Linked DNA regions of Mus musculus: region 1 is linked to region 2. A link is a contact called in public HiCAR-type data. All regions are on one chromosome and are shown on one strand. The core of a region is the stretch at or near the end of the contact, and the rest is flanking DNA. Distances in the headings are between cores, read along the strand shown.

Region 1 (5,760 bases), core at 669-3,168, 220 kb after region 2:
TTACATTTCCAATGCTATCCCAAAAGTCCCCCATACCCTCCCACCCACTCCCACTTTTTGGCCCTGGCATTCCCCTGTACTGGGGCATATAAAGTTTGCAAGTCCAATGGGCCTCTCTTTCCAGTGATGGCCGACTAGGCCATCTTTTGATACATATGCAGCTAGAGTCAAGAGCTCCGGGGTACTGGTTAGTTCATAATGTTGTTCCACCTATAGGGTTGCAGATCCCTTTAGCTCCTTGGGTACTTTCTCTAGCTCCTCAATTGGGGGCCCTGTGATCCATCCAATAGCTGACTGTGAGCAAGGGATAGCTACTCTTATACTAAGGGAAGTTAATAAAGAGAACTGCACTCACCTGGAGTGGGAAGACCTGAAACTGATCTTTCAGATGGTAGAGTCATATGCACATAAAGTAAGAAACAGTCAAAACCAATTATACCTAATAAGCAAGTCCAATTGGATCACAAAGATCAATATACAGAAACCAACTTCATTTCTATATGATTACACCCAAATGGTCATCCTAAAATTAACTTTAAAAATATTAGGTGGAAAACAAGAGAAATAAATGGTATTTGTAACTGAATCTTCTTTTTCTTCACCTGTGGATGTATATAAGTATAAACACATACAGACCTATATATGCTCAGAAAGAAATATGTGAGAGTTCTAGAGTGTCCATGCCTGTGAGCTGTCATGTTTTCCCTTGTGCTTGCTGTTTCCCTCCCTGTCCCTTTCTCTCATCTCACTGTCTCTGTCTCTCTCCTACCTCCCCCTGCACATCCCTTCCACGTATTTATTTTGTTGTGATGGGGTCAAACCCAGAGCCTCTCTGCCACTGAGTTTTTTAAATAGGATCTTACTAACTCAGGTTGGCTTCAACCACCTGAGCAGCTGGGATTACAGACCCGATGACCACACCTGGCTTGTTTACTCTATTTCCCGAAAGAATATGCACTATTTCTTTTTACAAATTGAAAAAAAAAATGAACAAAAAAGTCAAAAAGTTAAGAGGTACTGTCTCTGCAGTTATAAAACAGTAACTCCAACAATATATTTTCTGTCATTGCAGCTTACATTTTCACAAATAACTACATATTACATGCAATTTCTATTAAAGAAAGTCTGTTTTATCATAGCCAAACTATCAATTGAATCCTTCTCTTAATTGTTCTTGAGAACAATTAGCACAAAGATACCCACACTTGCACAAGTCTATACAATGAGTGGCTTATCTGTCAGACACTGTTATTGTATTGCCTCCCTTCAAAGTCTGTTGCTCTCTTTAATCTGCTTGTCCTTGAGTAAAACATACTTGCCATTCTTATAATTCACAAACTTCATTAGCAAAGTTCAATAATAGAACCAGCTGTGTAACTGGAATCCTATGTGCTGAGAAGAACAAAACTGCTGCAGCTTATTTGAGATACATTTTTAAGTTGGATTTATAAATCACTTACAAAGAAATTGAGCAGAACTAAAATTATGGTCCAACTGTCACATTCCTACAGTGTGACCACAGTGTGCTCAGGGCTGGAGGCCACAGCAATGAGTGTTTGCAGACCTGAAAGCTTTGCCAGACCATCAGGGACAAATATCCTCGCCAGCCAGATATTAGATCAACAACCATTAAACATAATCTGAACCATCTTCCATGGCCAAGGCTCAAGAGCTGAAATCCAAACAGTCGCCCTGCTGCTGAGTGTCCACGTGCTGCATGAGCCCCTAGAGACCTCGAGGAGAAATGCCATGCAGAGGACAGAGCCAGTGACTGACACTAGAGATGTGCCCAGCTTTCATCCCTCCTTCTCACGTACCTTGGAAATCTTTGTTCAGAAAGAGCCTCTCCATTGTCCCCTACTGCTCTGCACCTCTACCCGTCACACTGTGGATTTACAGAGGACACTTGGGACCTGGTCTGTACACAATCTGACTCACGGCTCCCTGGATCACTCATATTGCATAGCTGGCTCCACCGTGTGCAAGACTGCTAGGGTTTGTTGCTGGGCCAATGGCATTGCTCTCAGATGGGAGGGCAGATTTCTGGGGACCTTTTCATTCCCTTCCTCCTTCCTTCCCTTTCTCTTCCCAGGGCAGTCCACCTCTCTGCTCTGTGCAGCAAATTTAGAAAAAGAAATGCTTCTGGCATGAGATCTTCCATGTCATAGGAGTAAATTATATGATTAAAAAATTACATCTTGGGGCTGGTGAGATGGCTCAGCAGGTAAGAGCACCCTACTGCTCTTCCGAAGGTCCTGAGTTCAAATCCCAGCAACCACATGGTGGCTCACAACCATCCCTAACGAGATCTGACTCCCTCTTCTGGTGTGTCTGAAGACAGCTACAGTGTACTTATGTATAATAAATAAATAAATCTTTAAAAAAAAAATTACATCTTTAAACAATATTACTTGTTTCTTTAAGGAGCACATGACTGCACTCACCCACTTATACACACACTCATTGCTGAGGTCAGCAGTTTTTTTATACCCAGTCTGCCTCTGCCACAGCACGCAGTAGGTCCATCCTCCATCCTTACTTATCATATCTGCCCATATGTTGATTGTCTGCTTCACACTAAGCTCCATGAAAGCTCACATCCCACTGTCTTCTTAGCTCTGGTTTTCAACAGTTAAATGAGCTGTCTCTGTTTTGCACCTTATGTGACTTCCTCGTTTATGATCTTCTGTGTCCTGTATAGCTTTTGACTTTCTGTTTTCTGGGCTGGCTCTCCTCTCAGCCTCCATTGGTGTTTGAGAAGGCTGGAAAGAAGTTCTGTGGAATCAGGGACAACACTGGAGCTTCATCTTTTCCTACTGTAGTCCCCCATGATAATTCTTTCTCTACCCTGGGGTTCATCGTCTGCGGTATGGGCCCACCGTGAGCACAGCCTGTTGCCAAGGATGTGCTGCAAGCACTGAAGACAAAAGAAGGACCTTTCACACCAACAGCTTCCTTCCAGAAAGCAGAAATTCCCACACTGTAAAGCAAGACTCACACGCTGGATTTTGCTTTTGGGCTATCGTCTAGAGTTGACATCAGATGAGCTGACAAGAAATGACAACAGGTCCACATGGCATCAAGGACTGTTTTGCACATAACATGTTCCTCTCTGCAGCTGTGTGTCTGGACAGAGCATGCATGACCTGTAATGATTGATCTTAACATTGGTATGCAGATCCGGATTGCAAACCATTTTTCTTTCCTATGAAAATGGTTAATAAGATTTCTTTAGTCTTAAGAAAACTAAACTATGTCATCTTTATTTAAAGTTAGAACATAAAAAAAATCAAATATGAGTTATACACTTTTAATTTTAATGAAAGTGAAAATTTCTAAATAACTGTTTAAATCATATAAAATTCATTTTAAATCACTTTATCTATTGAAAATTTATGCTTTGATAAAAATGTTTTCAATGTTTTGTTTTATATAATCACCCTTTATTTGTTAATGCTCTGGGTGAGTGATAATGAAGAGAAGATGAAACCTGATGGGAAAAAGAACACCAAGAGTGGGCTAACGTGGATGGAACTCCACAGAGACAGCATCTGACACAGAAACTGGCACTCAGAGTATTGGACACTTTGAGGCCTCACTCCTGAATTCTGTGTTACACAGGACGTGCTTACAACTCTAAGCAGAAAGAAGAGGCCTGCATCACACACAACCCTTTAGAGGAGCCCAGCTGAGGGTCAGCCTATCAGCACACCTGACACATGAATAGGTGCTCCATGATCTGTCTGCTCAAGTCTGGCAAACTTGGGTATTTCTTTCTAGATTGATGTGATACAGGCATATTTAATGAGATCATGGATAAAGTGTATTCTTCATAACTTATTAGTTGGTATGAGAATTCTAGCCCTTACTCTGATGATACCTCAGAACAAGCCGCCAATGGCAGATGGACACACCACATAGCTGCTGAGAAATCTGCATAGGAGGGGTTCAGCATTGTGACAGAACCTCTAATCTAAGGTCTAAGTGAGTGGAGAAAGACAGGAGTGTACGAAGAAGCTGGACCAGGCCCACTACACCATCATCAGAAGGTGGATCCTTCCTAGAGGATGACCATGGACGTGGGAACTCAAGACTTGGGGAGCTAGCAGAAGCTGGGGAGACTACAGCAAGAAGAAGAAATTATGGCACACAGGCACAGCATTTCAGACAACATAACATGTAGGATGGGGAGACACTGACATGTGATGTTGTGCGACATCAGAAAATGCTGTACATGGTGAGGGATAGCTGGGAAGTGAGACTCTATCTGTACATGGTGAGGGACAGATGGGAAGTGAGCCCGGGGTGACTGGGATTGTTGACATTTTCCTGGTGTCAGAGTAACAGGTGTGACTGAACAGGAAGAAGGCAACAGAGACTATTTCATGAGATAACAGAAGAAAGACATTTCCAACTTGAAACTCACAAGTTTTCTGGGGACTTCCTGGGATCAGGTTTTAGCACCCTACTCTATTGGTCAGAGATCCCAGATTCAGAAGTCAAGAAGAGACAAAATAGCTCCATGAGCTCCTACAGCTGACATGCAGAGTGGCCCTGAAGAAAGGTGTGCTGAGCAAAGAGCCTCAGAAGGAAACCCCCAACCTCTTACTCCTGCAGTACAGCATATGTGTGTTAGTCTTCTATCACCTTGACACACAGACTAGCAGTTCTCTGAAAGGAGGAGACCTTGAGTGGCTCCATCCCTGGACTCTTGATCCTGGGTTCTTTAAGAAAGCAGGATGAGCAAGCCATAGGAAGCAAGCCAATACACCTCTATAGCCTTTGCAATAGCTCCTGCCTCCAGGTTCCTACTCTGTTTGAGTTCCTGTCCTGACTTTCTTTGATGGTGACCCGTAATATGGAATTATAAGCCAAATAAGCCCCTTCCTCCCTAACTTACTTTATCATGGTGTTTTGTTGCAATAACAGAAACCCTGACTAAGACAACGTGTTCACCCCAAATTATGGAGACACTGATGACCCCCAAAGCAAACACAAATCTCCTTTTGATAATAGTGCTCAAAGGCAAGTGTGTGTGTGTGTAAGTGTGTGAGAGAGACAGTGTGTATGTATGTGTGTGAATGTGAGAGTGTGTATCAGTGTTTGTAAGTGTGTATGAGAGTGTATATGTGTGAGAGAGTATGTGTGTAGGTATTTGTGTGTTGTAGAGTGTGTGAGAGAAAGTATTCATGTGTAGGTATGTGTGTGAGTGTGTTTGTGAGTGTATGAGAGTATGTGTGTAAGTATGTGTATGAGTGTGTGTGTGTGAGTATATGTGTGTGTTTGTGAGAGTATGTGTGAGAGTGTGAGAGAGTATGTGTGTAGGTATGTGTATGAGTGTGTGTGTGTGTGTTGCATGACTGCCCTGACTGCAGACTCTAGTACACTGGTGACAGGAGAGCAGGAAGATGGGCATTCTCAACTTTCTTTCTATCTGTCTCTCACTGTCAACTATGATGTTAGCCACAGGTTTGCACACAGCACTTTAAATGAGCATAAGGTCTGTTCCAGTTTGTTGCTGCTGTTGAAGGTATCAGGGGTAAGTTTTAAAGTTTATCAAAAAACTTCTGTGTGTCTATTGAGACAATAGTTTTTGGTTTTATTTGCTTGATGTGATGCATTATATGAATTAATTTCCCTTGTTAAGTCAACCTTGCATTCCTATGATAAATCACCTCACCCATAGAGTAATACATGGCAATGATCATTTTTATATATCACTGGATTTGATTTATTATAATTGCTCAAGGAGCTTTGCAT
Region 2 (5,888 bases), core at 2,700-5,199:
TTTCCACTAAAATCACCCCAAAAAGGACTGGACAACTTTTTCATTCATTAGGAATGATGAAGGAGAAACAACCAAAATTTCTAGAGGGATGAAAAAGGCATCTGTATTTTATACTGTCAGTTTATTATTACCTGATGACCACTCTGTCCCCACACTGTCTGGCACAGGACACATGTCCTTAAGCACTTGTCTGTGAATGATCATGTGACTGTAGGTCAGGAAGGAAGATGCTCCAAGAGACTCACTACAATTGGCTTATGTGCTTCTGTGTGTTATGTGCTGAAAATGTTTTTCTTTAGACAGGCCAAAAAAGCAGGTACCTGGAAGAATCTACAAAGAGCAGAAACAGCCTCCTTTAAGGTTTTTAATAAATTCATCAGATATTAAAATGTTGCCAGGAGGAAACAATGGTGTGGCGGATGGAGAGAGGGAACAGAGCAGAAAGCCACGGCTGTGTCTAATTACTGACTGGAAGAAAGGGAGACCGGAAAGCTGCAAAGCAGCCTGTGGACCTGCTCCGGAATCCCAGCAGAGCCTGCTCCTGCTCCACTCTCCTCTTCCCACTCAGCACGGTGAAAAAGGAACATTCCTCTAGAAACAAACAAACGAAAGGAACTTTATAGGAAATGGGAAACATGGAATTCAAACGATCCTTCCTGTTGTCCCTAATAAAGGAGCATGGAGCGAGAATTTCCACTGTGGAGCTGGTGCTCAGCATTTTTCTAAACCCGCGTTTTCTGTGGGGTTGCTGTGTAAACATAAGTATCCGCCACCCTTTCTCTGAGCTCCTCCGTCTGGCTCCCATACAAAACAATGATAGTGTGAGCAACTTTGTTTGAATCTTCTGTAGCTTTCAGGGCCCTGGAGAATTTATTAAAAACACATTTAAAAAGATGGATATTAATTTTGCTTTTGAAAGATTTGTGAGAAATTTTTGATTTTTGTTTGTAATGGATCATCAAAAATGAGGATTCGTGTGTGTGTGTGTGTGTGTGTTGACCTTTATTTTGCTTTACAGCATTTCAGCATTCTGAAAATGTAATACAAATTAAGATTTTCTTTAAAAAAATTTATTTCATCAGCATAAAATTATTTCTAGGCTGTATTTGTTTCACTGCAAAAATAACTTCAAGAAAATTTTCAATAAAATACTGACAGTCATAACATTTTCCCAGAAGTTGTTCCTGGAGCATAACATTTTCCCAGAAGTTGTTCCTGGATTCACAAATCCAGGAATTGTGAATGCTAGGAGACTGGGCATTCTGTGAGTCTACTGTGGGCTAGCTTTCAGGCAGAGCTCCACATCCCTGGGTCCAAGAGGTAAGTCGCAAGCCATGTCCCATGGTTCTTATTCACAGGAACAACTGACAGAGGAAATAGCAGAAGAAACTCTGAGGCCCAGCAGTGTTGAGCAAGGTGACATTAAAAAATTAGCTATGCCACTTATAGGGACATTTCAAGGACTCCACTAATTCCAATGAATTCTAAATCTGCTTCAAAACCTCTCTACAGAGGTTTTGAGTACTGAGATAAGTATAAATAATTCCAACTAACTATAAATGCTATATATACATTTTTCATCTTTCAACACTGAGACTTCCCTGAACCAAACAGCCAGGCATAGACTGTGTGATCTCATAAATGCCCTGTTAGAATCCCAGCTCACGGGAGGCAGAGGCAGGTGGAGTTCCAGGTCTACAGAGTGAGTTCCAGGACAGCCAGGACTACACAGAGAAACCCTGTCTCGAAAAAAAAAAACAAAAACAAAAAACAAAACACACACACACACACACACACACACACACACACACACACAAACAAACAAACAGAACCAAGGGTTCAAAGGTTATTTCATCTGGATATTCATCTGGATAAACCGATTTTTCTCTTTATCTTATAAATATTGGAAATACATTGTTCTCTCAAACAATAACAAATGAGGTATCATTTCCCTGACTTCCAGATTCTCCTAGGCTCAGATGTCTGTCACACTGACCCATTTGTTATTCCTTCTCTGAGCCCAGTGTCTCTGTTTCCTCCAAGGCAACTGGCAGTGAGTGTCAGACTGTCCTCCACACTGGGAAGTCCTCTTGTGCTTCGGCCTGCCAAGAAACGTCTAAAGTTGTTGGATACTGGTTCAACAATCAGGCTGTGAACAGTGGAGCGCGGTTGCTCTTCTGCCCCTAAGTCTTGGTGCCTAACTCAAGGCTGGGCTCAGGCCACCAGAGATAGGATGGAGCCAGTTTGATCTTCTTAGAGAAACATCATTTGGGGAGTGGTCACATGGTTCCTGGGAGTCACCCGGGTTTTGCACACAACGGAGGTCTCAGCCTCTCCTGGTTTTCTTGCTCTGAGGAGGCTCCCCATGGCCTACTAAAAGCAGCCATTGCTGCAGAATATAATTCTTTTTTTTTTTTTTTTTGGTTTTGATATTCTTTATATTAAGTTCAGTATCTATCTTGACATGTACATTTTATAATGAACATTTATGATATTCATAATCAAATTACACATTAACCACTATTTTAATCATCATTAACAAAGGCAATGAAGATGCATTTTTTTTCTCTGTTCAACTTCTCCTACTACACCCTGTGGTGCCAAGAAATAGGAATAAGGGAAATCCCTTCCCTGAATTCCAAAGTAAAGAAGCTTAGCGCACAGCGCAAGGAAATAAAAATAAACACCTGGGTCCAGTTACTGCACTGATATGTCGGAGTTAGGCTTTCAAACCCTGAAATGAAAACAGGCTTGAAGTCTTTTCAGAGCTAAGTAAGGATGTGGTGGAATGAGGAAGGACCGGTGAGCAGGAAAGGAAGCCAGAAGGAAATTGGTCATGAGGGAAGACTGTCACACGCGCCACAGACCTTGTCACAATGCGCCACTGCTGAGAGATGCAATGGAAGCTGCAAACCCTAGTGACAAAATGGGGCTTCTACTGTGTACAGGGAACTTTGACAGGAGGGAGTTTGCAGATCCTGCCTGGCCCATGCCTAAGAGAAACTGGCTCTTTCGGTAGGAACGGTTAGAGAGACTGTTTCTGTGAAGGAAGTTCGGTTGGCTTTTGGCCCCGTGTCCTTCACCTCTTTACCCCCTCACCCCCACCCCACCCCGCCCGGTTCCACAGGCGTCTCAGATGGAATCCGTTTTCCTTCACGCCGCTCCTGTTAGTCACTGATGCAGATCAGACCCGCTCTTGCTGATTTTGCCCCACACATCAGTTACTTGCTTCTCACCATAGAAGCGACTCGTGGGGTGAAGTGCTGAGGTCTTGCTACATCTTAGGTTATTAATTTATTTTTCAAGCCTCAGTTTCATTTTCTTAAAATAAGGATCACAAATTTCTAAATAACAGAGGCACTGAGCAAGTAAGTAAACACACCAGAGACCTTGTGACCCTTGCGGGAGCACCAGGCTGCTCACGCGGTCCTGTTTCTGCTGTTGAAATTCTTCACAAAGATCCCGAAGGATGGGTTGGTTCAGAAATTTATGGGGGCACAGGCAGGAATTCCTCAGGAATACAAGTACACAATTCATCACAGACAAAGCTGAGGTCCATCACGGTGACAAAAACCGGATTGGAGCTTCGGGATGATATTTCTGATAAGATTCCAAAAGAGTTGAAAGTTTAATACTTCCAACATATTTAAAGCCAAAAAAAAAAAACCTCTCCTTTTTATGTCTTCCAAATCCTCTTTCCTCTCAACTTTTCCAAAATGCTGAAGGGCAAAATAAAACAAAGAAAATGTGTTTCTACTCACGAAATGTTAAAATAAATATGTAATGATTTCTTGGTCAAAATTTTCCTTTCCAAGATAAAAATAATTTGAAGTCACATCTGATAACTATTAATGCGACCGTTCCAAAGCGTGAGGCGTGGTGTTCCTCAGGCAGCTCACAGGCCGGGGAGCAGGATGAAGGAGCGCATGCAGATTGCGGCGGATGATGGGCAGCCAGATGCTACACCACAGAGCAGGATTCTGGCCTGCAATGACAGAGGGGCCGTGCATCTGCCTTAGGCTGCTCTACAGTCATGGCCCAAGAGCTTCCCAAGGCCAAAGTCCCACAGATACTTTGCGTTTTAACCTCTGATGCCTCATGGTTATGTGGGTTGTGTAATTGTGTGGGTTGTGCCACTGTACGGGTTGTGTTATGTTGTGGGTTGTATTATGATGTGGGTTCTGTGTTGAATTATGTTGTAGTGAGGGTTATGTTGTATGGTTATGTGCATTGTGTTGTTACATGGGTTGTATTGTGATATGGGTTGTGTTATATTATAAGTTGTACCATGGTGTGGATTGTAATGTGATGTAGGTTGTGTTGTGATATGGGTTATATTGTAATGTGGGTTGTACCATGGTGTAGATTGTGTTGTATTATGGGTTATGCTGTAGATTATATTGTGATGTGGGTTGTATTGTGATGTGGGTTGTATTGTGATGTGGGTTGTTCTGTGCTGTGCTACAGATTGTGTTGTGCTGTGGTTGTTCTCAAGTTCTGAACTAATCTAGCCCTATGTTCTTCATGGCTTCACCCCAATTCCTGAAGACCGTGGCTATGATGTTCCAACAGCGCCAGGAGTTACTCCCCACTCATCGACCTTTCATTGTTTTCAGTGTCTCCAGCCACTCATTCTCCATCTGCTTCTCACCATGAAGTGTGGCTCTCAGGTCATGTTCACATGTGCATCGTGTACCATTGTCAGCACTGCAAGTCATTGCCCTGTCTGCTCAGGTTATAATTTATTAAATGCCTACCGCATGGCATTCGGGGTATAATTATGGGCAAGGACAATAAGGTCATTATTATCACTGAACTTAAAAGTCCAATTCAGGATAAGAGCAGCCGTACAAGAGCCACAGGAAGGGAAATGGAAAAAGCAGAGAAAGAAAAGGAAAGAAGTCCCTCAGAAGACTAGATGCTGTCAAAGTGGAATCTGATACCTCACCAAGGGAGGAGGTTGTGCAACAGCAGTCCCTGAGGGCAGGAGTGAAAGTGGCTTCTCCCACCACACAGCTTCAAGCACAGGAACTTGTTTCAGAGCCTGAACGAGTAGTGCACGATTTAGGTCTCTAGAAAGCTTTCATGCCATAAAGAGTGTTTTTTTTTTTTTTTAAACTCCATGTTTCTAAAGAGTGATTTATGAAAGTTATCCATGTGTGTAGGGAAGGATACATATTCTACATTCACGCTTTTGTTAAATTTAACTTTATTCCTTACTTATTCACTTTACATCCCTCTCACTACCCCCCTCCCAGTCATCCCCTCCCACAATCCTTCCCCTCTCCCCCATTCCCTTCTCTTCTGAGTGTGTGGGATGCCCCTGGGTATCCTCCACTCTGACACTTTAAGTCTCTGCAAGGCTAGGCACTCCCTTTCCCCCTGAGGCCAGACAAGACAGCCCAGCTAAGTTTTAGCCTAGCTAAAATCAACAATTGATAAAACGGGACCTCATGAAACCGCAAAGCTTCTGTAAGGTAAAGGACATGCCAATAAGACAAGATGGCAGCCTACAGATTGGGAAAAGACCTTCAGCAACCCTATATCTGACAGAGAGCTAAGATCTAAAATTTATAAAGAGCTCACCAACAACCCAGATAATCCAATTTTAAAAAAGGGGTAGAGCTAAACAGAGAATTCTCAACAAAGGAATCTCAAGTGGCTGAGAAGCACTAAAGAAATGTCCAAAGTCCTTAATCATCAGAGAAATGCAAATCAAAACAACTCCAAGGTTCCACCTTATACCCATCAAAATGGCTAAGGTCAAAAACTCATGTGATAGCACATGCAGGTGAGGATGTGGAGCAAGAGAAACACTCCTCTATTGCTGGTGGGAGTGCAAACTTTTACAACTACTTTAGAAATCAATTTGGTGGTTTTTCAGAAAA

Evidence for each region. HiCAR-type assays count read pairs that join an accessible place to other places.
Region 1: a contact with region 2 is called in a HiCAR-type map of fibro-adipogenic progenitors, with 4 times the contacts expected there. The contact joins two enhancer-like sites. A contact is called at or near these places in 1 of 484 Hi-C or Micro-C datasets (uterus) and 1 of 115 datasets of contacts at active chromatin or transcription factors (fibro-adipogenic progenitors).

Annotation. Positions count from the first base shown.
Region 1 is chr17:14,845,418-14,851,177 of GRCm38.p6, forward strand. The region is part of intron 23 of Wdr27 (WD repeat domain 27); the gene reads right to left. Among named protein-coding and RNA genes, the nearest start is that of Gm23352, 56 kb to the left of the region's middle. Within about 2 kb of position 1,919, at least 26 of the 459 cell types and tissues checked have an H3K27ac peak or open chromatin away from gene starts, as enhancers often do. A contact at or near this core is called in fibro-adipogenic progenitors and uterus, where this site is marked.
Region 2 is chr17:14,624,137-14,630,024 of GRCm38.p6, forward strand. No RefSeq gene overlaps it. Among named protein-coding and RNA genes, the nearest start is that of Thbs2, 67 kb to the right of the region's middle. Within about 2 kb of position 3,950, at least 31 of the 459 cell types and tissues checked have an H3K27ac peak or open chromatin away from gene starts, as enhancers often do. A contact at or near this core is called in fibro-adipogenic progenitors and uterus, where this site is marked.